3 separate regions of the Mus musculus genome follow, and all the other regions are linked to region 1. Evidence: chromatin contacts called from public Hi-C and HiChIP or PLAC-seq data. All regions are on one chromosome and are shown on one strand. The core of a region is the stretch at or near the end of the contact, and the rest is flanking DNA. Distances in the headings are between cores, read along the strand shown. Region 1 holds the start of Dcp1b (decapping mRNA 1B). Region 2 holds the start of Bcl2l13 (BCL2-like 13 (apoptosis facilitator)). Region 3 holds the start of Kdm5a (lysine (K)-specific demethylase 5A).

Region 1 (3,853 bases), core at 998-3,497:
CCACATGCTAATCACATGAGGCTCCACATGCTAATCACATGCTCTACCACTTCACTGATCCCCGGTCCCTTGACCCTCACTCTCTGTGCATTCCTCCTTCTTCCTCTCAACACCCGACGTCGACTTCCAATGTGATAAGGACTCCCTGCCTGTACCTCACCCGTCTTCGTGCCAATCCCTTCCCTTTCATTTTTAAGGATATTTTTATACTTATTAGGTTTACACTGGAAAGGCTTTCATCCGGAGACCTGAGTGATACAGCACGGGGAAACAGCAGTGATGACTTGATTGCCCCCAGAGACTGCTCTATTGTTGAACTAAGTCTCTCTCCTTTGCCAGGCAACCACAGCCTAGGAGATCAGGGCTTTGAAAAGAAATGACCTTTTACTGAGTGAATTATATCCTGTCTGAAGAAAACAAGTCGAGGAAGCAGGAAAACAAAACTCCTGTAAATAATGCAATGTGACACTGGCCTTCACTGGGCGTTTGGTCCACCTCTGTAGGGATTTAAAACGGTTTCTGCCACACAGGACTGTGAAGAGGCGTTAGGAAAACTGCTACCGAGGGGTGGGAATGGTGCACTGTACATTTCAACGGCTTCTGATCTTCTAGCCTGAGCCTCCTGCCGAGTCAACTTACCCCACTAACTCTTACTGGGTCCTACTCCATGTATACTAACTGAATTACCTCCATAATATTAGGTGTGGATTGGCAGGCAGAGGCCAGTCCAGGCAGAGGGCATGCAACTAATAGGTTGCAACCCCTTTGGCATACGTCTATCTCCAAACATAATTGCATTACAATAAGAAGAGTAGCAAAATTACAGTTAAGAAGTAGCAACGAAAATAATTTTATGTTAGGGGTCACCACAACAGGAGGAACTGTATTAAAGAGTCCCAGCATTTGGAAGGCTGAGAAACATTGACCTAGAGAAGTGAAGCACGTTTATGTACAGTATCTTCACATAAATAGAGAAACATTTCAGTGGGGAAACTCCCTTTACTTATATAGGCCCATAGTGTAATTTCCTCTGGTGTCCAAGAAAGACAGCCTCAATTAATCAAACTAGGGATATTCAGAACAATGGATCTCTGCAGATTTCCCCTTCAGGTTTGGCTCTTAGGAGAACAGACATGAATTCTTTGCCTCACTTCAGTTAAGAACTCGGACAAAACTATCGGAAAAGATTCCCGGCCCTGTTTCAGGGGTGTTGGGGATGAAGCAGGTGCCTGCCCCAAGCTCCACGTCCAAGAACTTTCTTCATTCTTTTGTGTGCATGGTTTTTGGGTCGTTCTTATTACAGCCTACTTAATCATAAATCTGCTCAAAAATGAAAGTTTTCTTTGCATAAATCTTGATGTTTGTTTCAGTCTTGGCGAACACACCGGGGGAAAAAAATTGAAAATTTGCAAGGTGTTTTCCATACACCCAATGAACCTTATTAAAAGCATTGGTTATATACTGATGAATATTTGGACAAAAGTCACAAAAGAGGAGGAAATGACACTTTTATATATTCAAAGGGATGGTTTATAAATGATAAGAACCAATGCCTAGGCCAGAACTAATTGGTCTCCCGTTGCAATTCCAGTCTAGTTGTGTGGAAAACTAAACTTCATCCAGTTACTGTAGGCTGGGACTCGGTCTTGTTGGAAATGGACTGAAATGGTTAGGTTACCAACCCTGGCCTCCTACATCCAAGTCTGGGGTGTCCCACCCATGTCCATTTCCTCTTTATTCTCCCACGCTTGCTCTTAGGTGGGTGCCTGCCCTGCATTTCGCACTCCGGCTGCTCCTCCTCCGCGAGGCTGGACTTATCTAAGTTTGGGGCTTCCGGGCTGCCCTCCGCTGCCGGAGAGCTTCTGTCTTCTGATCTCAAAGCCCGTGGCCCGCACTCAGCGGAGCCGGCCACACCTTCTGTGTCCCTCGTCCCCCACCTGCTGGTGGACCCGCGGGTCGCCCTCCACCAGGACCGGCCCCCGCCCGCCTAGCCGTGCCCAGCATCTCCCGCCCTGTCCGCGCCCCGCCTTCCGCACGGCCGCGGCGTCCGCACGCACCCACTCGTTGGCCCGATGGCCGAAAGTGTACAGAGCCACCTGGCTGGCCACGTCCACGATGCGACTGATGTAGGGGTCGTGGCGCCGCAGGGCTGCCAGGCTGATATCGTGTCCCTTCCCAGGCAGGCCACCTGCCGCCGCGGCCGCCATCTTCCCACCCACCCTCCTGCCCAGCCTTCAGGAAGCCCCCTCAATCGACCGCCGAGCGAGCGAGCGAGCGCGGCGGGGCGACCTTCCGGCATTTGGGGACCCGGGCTAGGCTTCGCTAATCGATGGCCGGGTCCTCTCGCGGAGGATCGTCGCCTTGGCAACAGGAAGCTCAGCCCTGCTCAAGGAAGCCCGTTTTATCTATTTCTTTCTTCAGGAGCCTCTGAGCTGTGCCCATTTCCTTCTTGAATACGGCCCACGCCTTTGCAGAGCTCTTCTTTGGCTCTTCGATGACCAATCAAACATAGTCACTCCAAAAAGAACTCTGAGAATTCTTAAATGGGGCTCCCCAATATCCGTGAGGGATTTCCTGAGTGCCTCAGAGGCCTGCAAGGTTATGATTGTCCATGACAATTCTGAGACTTGCATGATGTGTGCAAAAGGACGACTGCACCGGTAAAGAACCAAGGGAGGCCCCAAACTGCACCACTAGCCGGTGTATTCTTGCCGCTGTGCATTATTCTCTGGAAAACTTGTCTGAGCAGCTGAAGCCAGGCGTCCCTTGGTCAAAGTACTAAATTAAAAAAAAAAAAAACAATCTTTGGGTATATTTTTTAAATTAATGTGGGGGAAAAATTAGAAAGAATGGATAACGCAGAGCTGTTGCACGCCATATTTGCCTCTAGGCAAATATGTTCTGCACTTGAGATGGGCTGAATTTGTGGTTTTATTGTAGGTTTTGCTGGGGTTGGAGGGCTTGTTTCTCGAGACAGAGTCTATGGCAGGTTTCAGTCTTTGCTCCTCCTGCCTTGGGGTCTTAAGTGCTAGGACTACTGGGGTGTGCCACCACCCAGCCCAGGGGTTTAATTTTACTTCCACAGAGCATCAGTTTAACATGAAAGAAAGATGAACAAACTTATGGCTATTCAGATAGATTCTGGACAGGCTTTTTCAAAACTAAGATTTTCCTGTTTCTTTCAAGAAATCAAGGGGTAGGTATTGTTGCTAATGATAATTTTTTAGGTTAATTTTTAAAAAAATGGGCCATGAGCTTGACTGTCTCAATACTTAAGTCTCTTCAGATGAGACCTGTGGTGCTATCAATGAGTACACTTCTAAAAGATTATACTCTAATGGGAACTGTCAACATTTGAAAGATATAGCTCCCTTAGCCCGGTCATTCAATGATTTTCAGATAATAAAATGGTGTCACAAACTCACATACAGGTAGGAGATCCATTCAAGGCGAATGTGGATCAGTGGATTTCAGTGTCCCACAAAGTATGAAAGGGTGATAGGACTTCAAGAAACTGCACTTTGTCAAATTTTGATATATCATCAAAGGATATTTATAGTTACATGAACAGATCATTAAAGTGGCATCCCTTGTACCATTACATTGTCTTTGTGAGGCTAGGACTTGTTCATTTATGTGACTTATTAAGTCAGTTTACACTTGGGATGATGAGAATCTGGTAGTTGCTCAGTGCATAAAGCTGAGTGCCTCACGAGTTCTAACATGGCACTGAATACCTGGGTATCTGGGCAGCTGCTGGTCCTTACTCAACAGTGGAAGCCTGGAAACACTGGTTCTCATAACAGTATCAGCATCAAACCAAGCCTGTGGCAATAGGGAAGGCCAGCAAGCA
Region 2 (3,853 bases), core at 973-3,472, 1.7 Mb before region 1:
GCTAAATTCAATTTCCAGGGTACACCCCTGAACATAGACACAGGTCATTTCAGATAGATGTGGTAGTTCCCCTCTGGAATCCTAGCATTAGGGAGGCTGACTGTAGGCTCAAGGCTAACCTAGACGGCTCAGTGGTTAAGAGCACCAACTGCTCTTGCAAAGGTCCTGAGTTCAAATCCCAGCAACCACATGGTGGCTCACAACCATCCATAATGAGATCTGATGCCCTCTTCTGGTGTGTCTGAAGTCACCTACAGTGTACTTAGATATAATAATAAATAAATCTTTAAAAAAAATGCTTCAGTGGGTGAAAGCAGCTTGAGTTTAATCCTAGAGCCCATGTAAAGATGGAAAGAAAAAACTGACTCCCAAAGTTGCCCTCTGGCCATGCATGGTGACACAGGCCCTCAAAGGAAGAGTCAGGTGGACAGCTATGAGTTTGAGACAATCCTGGTCCACATAGGAAACTCTAGGACAACCAGGACTACACAGAGACCCTGTGCCCCGCCTCCCCCCAAATGAAACAAAGTTGCCTAACGCCCTACACACATGTGTATCCAAACAAACAATTACACCCACAATAATAGTAAAATTTAACATTTTAAAGTGACAGTCATGGCTGGGTACTCCTGGATCTCCATTCAGGGGAGGAAGAAAAGGTAGGATCTACCAGGCAGTGGTGGCACATGCCTTTAATCCCAGCACTTGGGAGGCAAAGGCAGGCGGATTTCTGAGTTCGAGGCCAGCCTGGCCTACAAAGTGAGTTCCAGGACAGAGAAACCCTGTCTCCACAAAAAAACAAAAAACAACAACAACAACAACAACAAAACAGAAAAGGCAGGATTTGAGTTCAAGGCCAATTTAGGATACAGTTCAAAAACCAAAACAAAACAAATGTTATTTTAAGGACTAAAAAAAAAAAAAATAGTTTAGAATAGTGCCTGATCATCCAGAGCCAAGAGACTTTGTAGAAAAACTGTATAAATGTTTTCAATTCGCTGTTATAATCATCCAGGACACATTTATCCAACTGTGTATGTGAAATGTAAGTGATTCACTACCCACACACTTGCCTAACTCTTTATGTGTTAAAACAAAATGGAAGAAAGGTATTTCAAGGGTGTGGCAATACATCTAAGGTCACACAAGTTAGGGCAGAGAGCATCAACAGTCTGGTTTATACCAAGCCTCCAAGGGGAATATTGGAAATTTTGCAAAAACTTTTTTTTTAAATATCAGACAGAGGGGCCTGTCAGCATGGTTCAAAACTTTTAAACACAGAGTAAAACAGACCTCTTAGATAAACACTTGTGTGTGGGAATGGCGAACTGTTTAGCCGAACTATCAGTCAAAAGCATGTGAATTTCTGGGCAGATCGCTTCAATTTTTACCCCTAAGTAAAATCCTCAACTTAGCCTAGGCTACCTCCTTCACAGGACTATAATGTAAAGGCAAGAAATGCAGGATGCCGCGAAAATGTGAGGAGGGATTTTAAAAAGAGAAAAACAAAAAACCCCGAATCACTGTGAAAGGCATCGCCTTCGTGTGGTAAGAAGACCTAGTCTGTTTTGTTTTGTCTTGGGGGTGGGGGGGGGTGGCGTGGGACCGTGAATGGGTGTCAAAACGCAGCCAGCGCTGAGACTGAGAAACAAGCCTTCACACTGTGACAGGACACCACTAGCGAAGCTAATCTATAATCGGTCTAAGTGAATGGCACACGCTTCCCTCCTCCAAGCGAGAATTCACGCTTCCTAGTCTGCCCCCCAAAACAGACCCTGCTTCCCAAAGCCGAGATCTGGGTGAAGAACAGAATGTAGAGCAAGGGTGAGTTCCAGAGCCTCAGGCAGCCACACAGCCGGTTCAAAAGCCGCCCGGCGTGGGGGCGCACTGGACAGGTCGGATTCACCCCAAACAGCCCCTCAGAAGTTCCGAGACGCCGCGGCGGAGCAGCACGGTCCTCCTCCCTCAGGCCCGGTCTCTCCCGCGCCCTGGGCAGCACCGTGGTCAGCTCGGTGGTCTCCAAGACCCCTTCCTCAGCGGATGGAAACCGCTCCACCAGCCACCAGGGCCGCCCCAGAATCCCACTCCCCTCACCTGGCTCCAGCCCTGCCCCACAAGGGACGAAGGAGACGGCGGCGGCGGCAGCAGGGGCTTCCCACGGGGTGCAGGAGCGACAGTGGCTGCTTCGACCCGCGAACCTAATCTACCGCCGCCGCCATGTTGGACGGTGAGGTCACCCTGGCGCGCCTACGTCACGGCGGCGTAGGGGCGGGGCCCGGGCGTAATGCCAAGCCGGAAGCCAGCGGCTCGGTCAACTGGAAACGAAGCAGGGTCACTGACACCTGCTGGTCAGTTTGCGCAGGCGTGACCTGTGTACGAAGCTGTCCTGTGCCTCTCTTTCCAGGAGCCGCTTAAATCCTCGATTCTGGACTTCATAAGTATCTTCACCCAGTCATTTCCGGTGCTAGTTAGGGCGAAGGGTGATGAGGTAGACACCACCGCACGCCTGCTCACCCCTGTGTGGGACAAGAAGCTGGTGGCATAGCAGAAGCAGAGTTCTGCAGACTTTTGCGTTCCTGGAGTACTAAAGCCCTCAGGTTACTGGTCAAGACTGCACTTCCTAGGGCTGCCAGGAGATTGTCCTGAAAGTTAGGAAAGCAATTTAAAGGCAGGGTGGAATGACTAGGTTGAGACAACTCAGGATCCGGGCACCATGGTGATAAAAAGAGTCTTATAGTAGTAATCCATTTTTTACTCGCACTGCCTGGCAAGCTGCCTGGACTATAGTTTCTTATGTTTGTTTCTTGACTCTACAAAAGCATGTCCAACCTGTGGTCCAAGATAAACTGAATGCTTATCAACCAGAAAGAAAAAGAAATAGATTGGGGCTGGAGAGTTGGCTCAGTGGTTAAGAGCACTGACTGCTCTTCCAGAGGTCCTGAGTTCAAATCCCAGAAACCACATGGTAGGTTCACGACCATCTGTAATGAGAACTGATACCCTCTTCTGGTGTGTCTGAAGACAGTGACAATGTGGTTACATATAATAATGAATAAATCTTAAAAAAAAAGAAAAAGAAAAATAGATTTACTTAAACCATGAAGGCTGTGTATAACCCGATTATCTAGTTGTTCAGCAAGAGCTTTTTAGATCGTGTAAAAAGGTCAAGATATCTAGGCAAGATAAACACCCTGCATTAGCCAGCTTGAGTTTCAGCCTGTGTTACTGAAATGAAGTGACAAAGTAACACAAACAGCACAGAAGATTAGGAGTTAGAAGGCGGTTGAAGGCGGTTGCAATCAGTCAGATCAGAAATGATAAATGTGTCCAGTTGCTTGTACAGGCTGGTAATCCCAACACTCTGAAGGCTGAAGCAGGAGGATAAATTGGAGTCTGGCTACATAGTGAATCTTATCTTTAAAAAAAATAATAAAAGATTGATTACAAAACTGACTGGGGACCATTGATATGGCTCAGGTTGCAAAAGTGCTTACTGTAAGCCTAATGATCTGAGCTGGATCTCTGGAACACACATGGTAGAAGAAGAAAACCATCGCTAGCAAGTAGATTTCTCTGACCACACTGCCTAACCCCACCTCCCATACACACACATTTCAAAGCAAAACAATCAATACAAACTGAAAGGAAGTGATGACCAGTAGCTAAGTTTAGGAGGTAATAGAAATGTTTAAAATTCACAATGATAATGGTGGCACAATTACAAATATCTTGAATTTCACTTAATTATATGCTCTTGGTTTTTTGGGACAGTGTTCCATACTGACCTCAAACTTGCTCTTTATCCTAGAATGACCTGGAATCTCATCCTGCCTCTGCCTCCTGAGTGCTGAGG
Region 3 (3,853 bases), core at 898-3,397, 1.2 Mb before region 1:
GTAGAGGCAGGAGGCTTAAAAGTTCCAAATCAGCCTAGGTTACAGAGCCTGACCATCTTAACAACAAGGACAAAAGTCATCTGGGTGCCTGCTAGGGAAGAGAACCGTAGAACCAAATAAATGACATCTGCAGCCACACTTTGGTTCTACTTTAATAAGGCACAGGGATCTCTTCTAAACAACATCCAGTTGACGCTGGTGCTCATTTTTCAGCAACATTTGGACAAGGTTTTTCTCCCATGTTAGTGAGGATGGAAGCCTGGGCCTTGCAGCATTCTCCCACACCAACAACATTATTTGGAAAACACCTAATATTTTTTTTTTTTAAAAAAACAAAACCACCCTTTGACCTTGAGCATATAACTTAACCTCCGAGGGAATTAATTCCACTCATTACCGGGTATCATTTGCTTTCCTAACCTTAGAAAGTGAGGTTAATTAACCAATTTATAGGCAAACTTGATTATTTATAGTACAGTTTGGGAATCTTTGTCCCTTACTTTCTTATTTCTTACATATAGAGATTTCAACGTTTTCTTCCATCACCATTCATTGGCCAATTCTTTCTAAACCTCTACATTAAAAAAACAAAAACAAAAACAAAAAATTAATGCTCTTTATCTTTCTCAAGGATGCCTCCTTGTTGCAGTAATAATTAGCGTGGGGGTTCTAGTCTAGTGACATCACCCTGTAGACAACCTGAGTTCGGATTACTAAATTTAAGAAACCCGAGTAGTGGCCTGCAAAGGTTTGATAAACTGAACATCAGTAGGCTTGGACACAAAAACGGTCGACATTAGTGGGGTTTTTTTTAACACGCAAACAGAAAGATGGTGCGTGAGCTGATGACAGGACACTTCAAACGCCTTTCCCTAGGAAGGGCCTGAAGCCTTTTGTTATCCTTACCTCCAATCCACACTACAATATCCGTGCCCAATAAGTTCTGGGAAGGAAAAGGTCCCAGAGACACCTCTTTCTGTCTTTTGAAGGGGGACCTGAGAAGCGATGCGATGGCCCAGTCGTCAGGCCAAAGCCTGACAATCTTGAGTTCGAGCCCGGAGACCCACAACCCCCACAACGCAGGAAGAGAATCGACTCCTACAAAATGTCCTCTGACCCCTCCGCGAGCGCTCTCTCGCTCTCCTCCCCTCTCTCCCTCTCTCTGTCTGTCTGTCTCTCTGTCTGTCTGTCTCTCTCTCTCTCTCTCTCTCTCTCTCTCTCTCACACACACACACACACACACACACACACACTCACACGCGATCAAATAAAATGTCAAAGTGGACGTGAAACTGCGTTCAGAAACCAGGGCAAAAAACATCCTCAAAAGTGGCCTCGGGACACCAAGAGAGGAGGGAGGGGCCCCCGGAGAGCACGGAAGACCCCCAAAGAGGAAAGCCACGGGGAGGAGGAGGACCGTCCCGCCGCCCCAGCACGCCCCCCGTCCCCGCCCTCAGGCGACGCTACCTTGGGTGGCCGGATTTTGCAGATGCCCGTTTTCTCCGCAAAGGGCCGGATGCGCCCGATAAAACTCAGCGGGTCTGTGAACTCCTCCCAACTGGGCTCAAAGACCGGGCACTCGGGCGGTGGCACGAACTCCGCCGCGTAGCCCCCCGGGCCCACGGACGCCATGGTCACCAAAAAATAAAATAAAAAGCCAGGGGGGCCTGAGGTGCACAAGCGAGGAAAGGCTTGGCTGACGGCCACCAAAGCCCTCTCACGTCCCCGCACTGGGGCCGCAGCGCATCTTCTTAGGACGAGAACGAGTCCTCACAGGAGCGCCAGCCGCTCTCCCTCCGCTCGTTTGTTATTGTTTCCTTCAGGGCTTTTCCTCTCAGGGGCAGGACGCTCCCGGAAGTTAACGTGCTGCTAAATCAGTCCGCCACCGCAGGAAACAAAATCCCACCGCCGCCACGTCTAGTCGGGTCTTCTCTCCTCGCTCCCTTCCATGACGGCCGGCGGAGCTTTTTTGTTTTATTTTGGTTTTTTGTTTTCTCACAGCTTGCCTGTCAAAGTTCTGCGCCCTCCGTCCACCCCGGGTGCGCGGCCCCTCAAGGCGCCGCGACCTCTCTCGAGGAGAGGCGAGGGAAAAGCTACCCCGCAAGGTGGAACGCGCGCTTCCGGCGCGCGGAGGAATGTGTAATGCCTCGGAGAGCAGAGGTACTGCTTCCGGTAAGGGGCTTCCGGTTCCTCTTTGTGTCGGGGGTGGGGACACGAACGCAAGGTGGGCCCCTCCGTGGCTAGTCGGCCGGGTTTGTTCGTTCTCCGAGACCTGTTTTTAACATCGTTGTCTAGGTTTGGACAAGTGACGAACTCTTGGCCGAGTTTCCGCGTCTCCGTTTCCTTCTTTCGAATGCTAGTCTTGTACAACTCGTTTCGCTCGGTCGCCTTCGTACGGGTTTCTCGCTTCTCCGTGACCAATAGGTTTCAGCCCAATTCCGTCATTACATGGGCCGGCCTTCACCACCAGCTGCGACTTGCTTTTTCTCACGACACTGGGAACCTACCCATAGAGGGCCTGGCCTTGCTAGTCTAGCTGTTGGCAGCCATCCCGAAACCGTATTTGAGTAGTAAGCAGGGCCTGAAAACGCTTGCTTTGTAACCAACCCATTTCAGTTTGGTATGAAACTGGTCACCTTGTCAGAAACCTCTACTTGGAAGGCCGGGCATAGTTGCACACGCATAGAGTTCCGATCAGCAATGGCTGGTTTAAAAAAAAAAAAAGCCACGTTTCTGGTATACGGTCCTACAGTTCCTTTATGCGTCTAAGCCTGACTCTACAAGGTTGAAGGCAAGAACCGGCTCCAAAGTTATCCTGTGCCCTCCACATCCATATACCTTTATGGTGATGAAGGTAGATGCTTTAGGGGCAGTTCGAGCTGCATATGAATTTGAGGCCTGATTAGGCTACGGGAGACCTTGTAAGTAAGGAAAATCCCTGTGTGGTGGCTCAGGACTATAAACTCAATTCTGGGGAAGGAGATGTAGAAAGAGCACCATAAGGCCACATGGTACACTTATCGAGTTCCAGAATGGTCAAGAATACGGGGTAAGGGCCAGAACAGTGGCTCAGCTGTGAAGGGCACTTGCCACCAAGCTTGAAATCCTAAGTTTGATTCCTGGAACCCCATGGTTAAAGGAGAGAACTGAAAGCTGACCTCACCTTCACGCCAGGTCCACATACATTCATCTACAAATTCACACATTAAGTAATCAAAGGCTGGGGGGGTTGGAGTGGGGGGGTGGCTATCAGGTAAAACGCTGACTCATAAATAAAGGTTCTATTCTGCTAGTCAGGATCAGGAATGCAAGGAAATGGACTCAGGCTAGTTTGTTCAATTACTTTCTGTACTAGAAATTGAACCCAAGTCCTTGAACATATTAGGTAAATGTGTCCTGAGCTGTAACTCCAGTATAGTCTCCATTTCTTGCTTAAAGAAAAAAGGGAAAAAGTGATATACAGAGAAAAAATGGACATAGGAAGGTATGATGAATTATATACAATTACTAAAATATTTTATAACAAGACTTAGGTCATTTAGCATTTAATCTGAAAAAAAAAGAACTATGCACATCAAAAGAGAAATAGTAAAATTCAAAAGACTGTTTTAAATTTTTGTGTTTGTTTTTCAAGACAAGGTTTCTCTGTAGAGCCTTGGTTGTCCTGGACCTCTCTGTAGACCAGACTGGCCTCTGACTCCCAGAGATACCCCTGCCTCTACCTCCCAAGTGCTGGGAGGAGCAAAGGTGTGCACAACTGTACCTGGTATACTTGAAAATTTAAAACTCATCAAAAGTTCTTTCATTACATACGCAATCAAAATATATTGTTATTTGGCTGGGGATGGAGCCT

Evidence for each region. Hi-C and Micro-C count contacts between places; a contact is called where the count stands out from the background. HiChIP or PLAC-seq counts read pairs in DNA pulled down with a chosen protein or histone mark.
Region 2: a Hi-C map of B cells shows a contact between it and region 1, with 5 read pairs. The contact joins the promoter of Bcl2l13 here to the promoter of Dcp1b in region 1. A contact is called at or near these places in 3 of 484 Hi-C or Micro-C datasets (B cells, CD4 T cells and CD8 T cells), 1 of 115 datasets of contacts at active chromatin or transcription factors (double positive thymocytes) and 2 of 9 other capture datasets (adipose tissue and liver).
Region 3: a contact with region 1 is called in an H3K27ac HiChIP or PLAC-seq map of microglia, with 6 times the contacts expected there. The contact joins the promoter of Kdm5a here to the promoter of Dcp1b in region 1. A contact is called at or near these places in 3 of 39 promoter capture datasets (hippocampal neurons, liver and pre-B cells), 2 of 115 datasets of contacts at active chromatin or transcription factors (microglia and pro-B cells) and 1 of 9 other capture datasets (embryonic tail).

The regions. Positions count from the first base shown.
Region 1 is chr6:119,173,647-119,177,499 of GRCm38.p6, reverse strand. Dcp1b (decapping mRNA 1B) reads right to left here and starts at 2,247. Exons shown (of 9, transcript NM_001033379.3): 1 at 2,058-2,247. The coding sequence starts at 2,207. It also overlaps a transcript of Cacna1c not described here.
Region 2 is chr6:120,834,599-120,838,451 of GRCm38.p6, reverse strand. It overlaps Bcl2l13 (BCL2-like 13 (apoptosis facilitator)), which reads right to left and starts at 2,222. Exons shown (of 7, transcript NM_153516.2): 1 at 2,095-2,222. Gm38889 (a long non-coding RNA gene) reads left to right here and starts at 2,258. Exons shown (of 3, transcript XR_869411.3): 1 at 2,258-2,348.
Region 3 is chr6:120,362,393-120,366,245 of GRCm38.p6, reverse strand. It overlaps Kdm5a (lysine (K)-specific demethylase 5A), which reads right to left and starts at 2,147. Exons shown (of 28, transcript NM_145997.2): 1 at 1,468-2,147. The coding sequence starts at 1,632. It also overlaps a transcript of Ccdc77 not described here.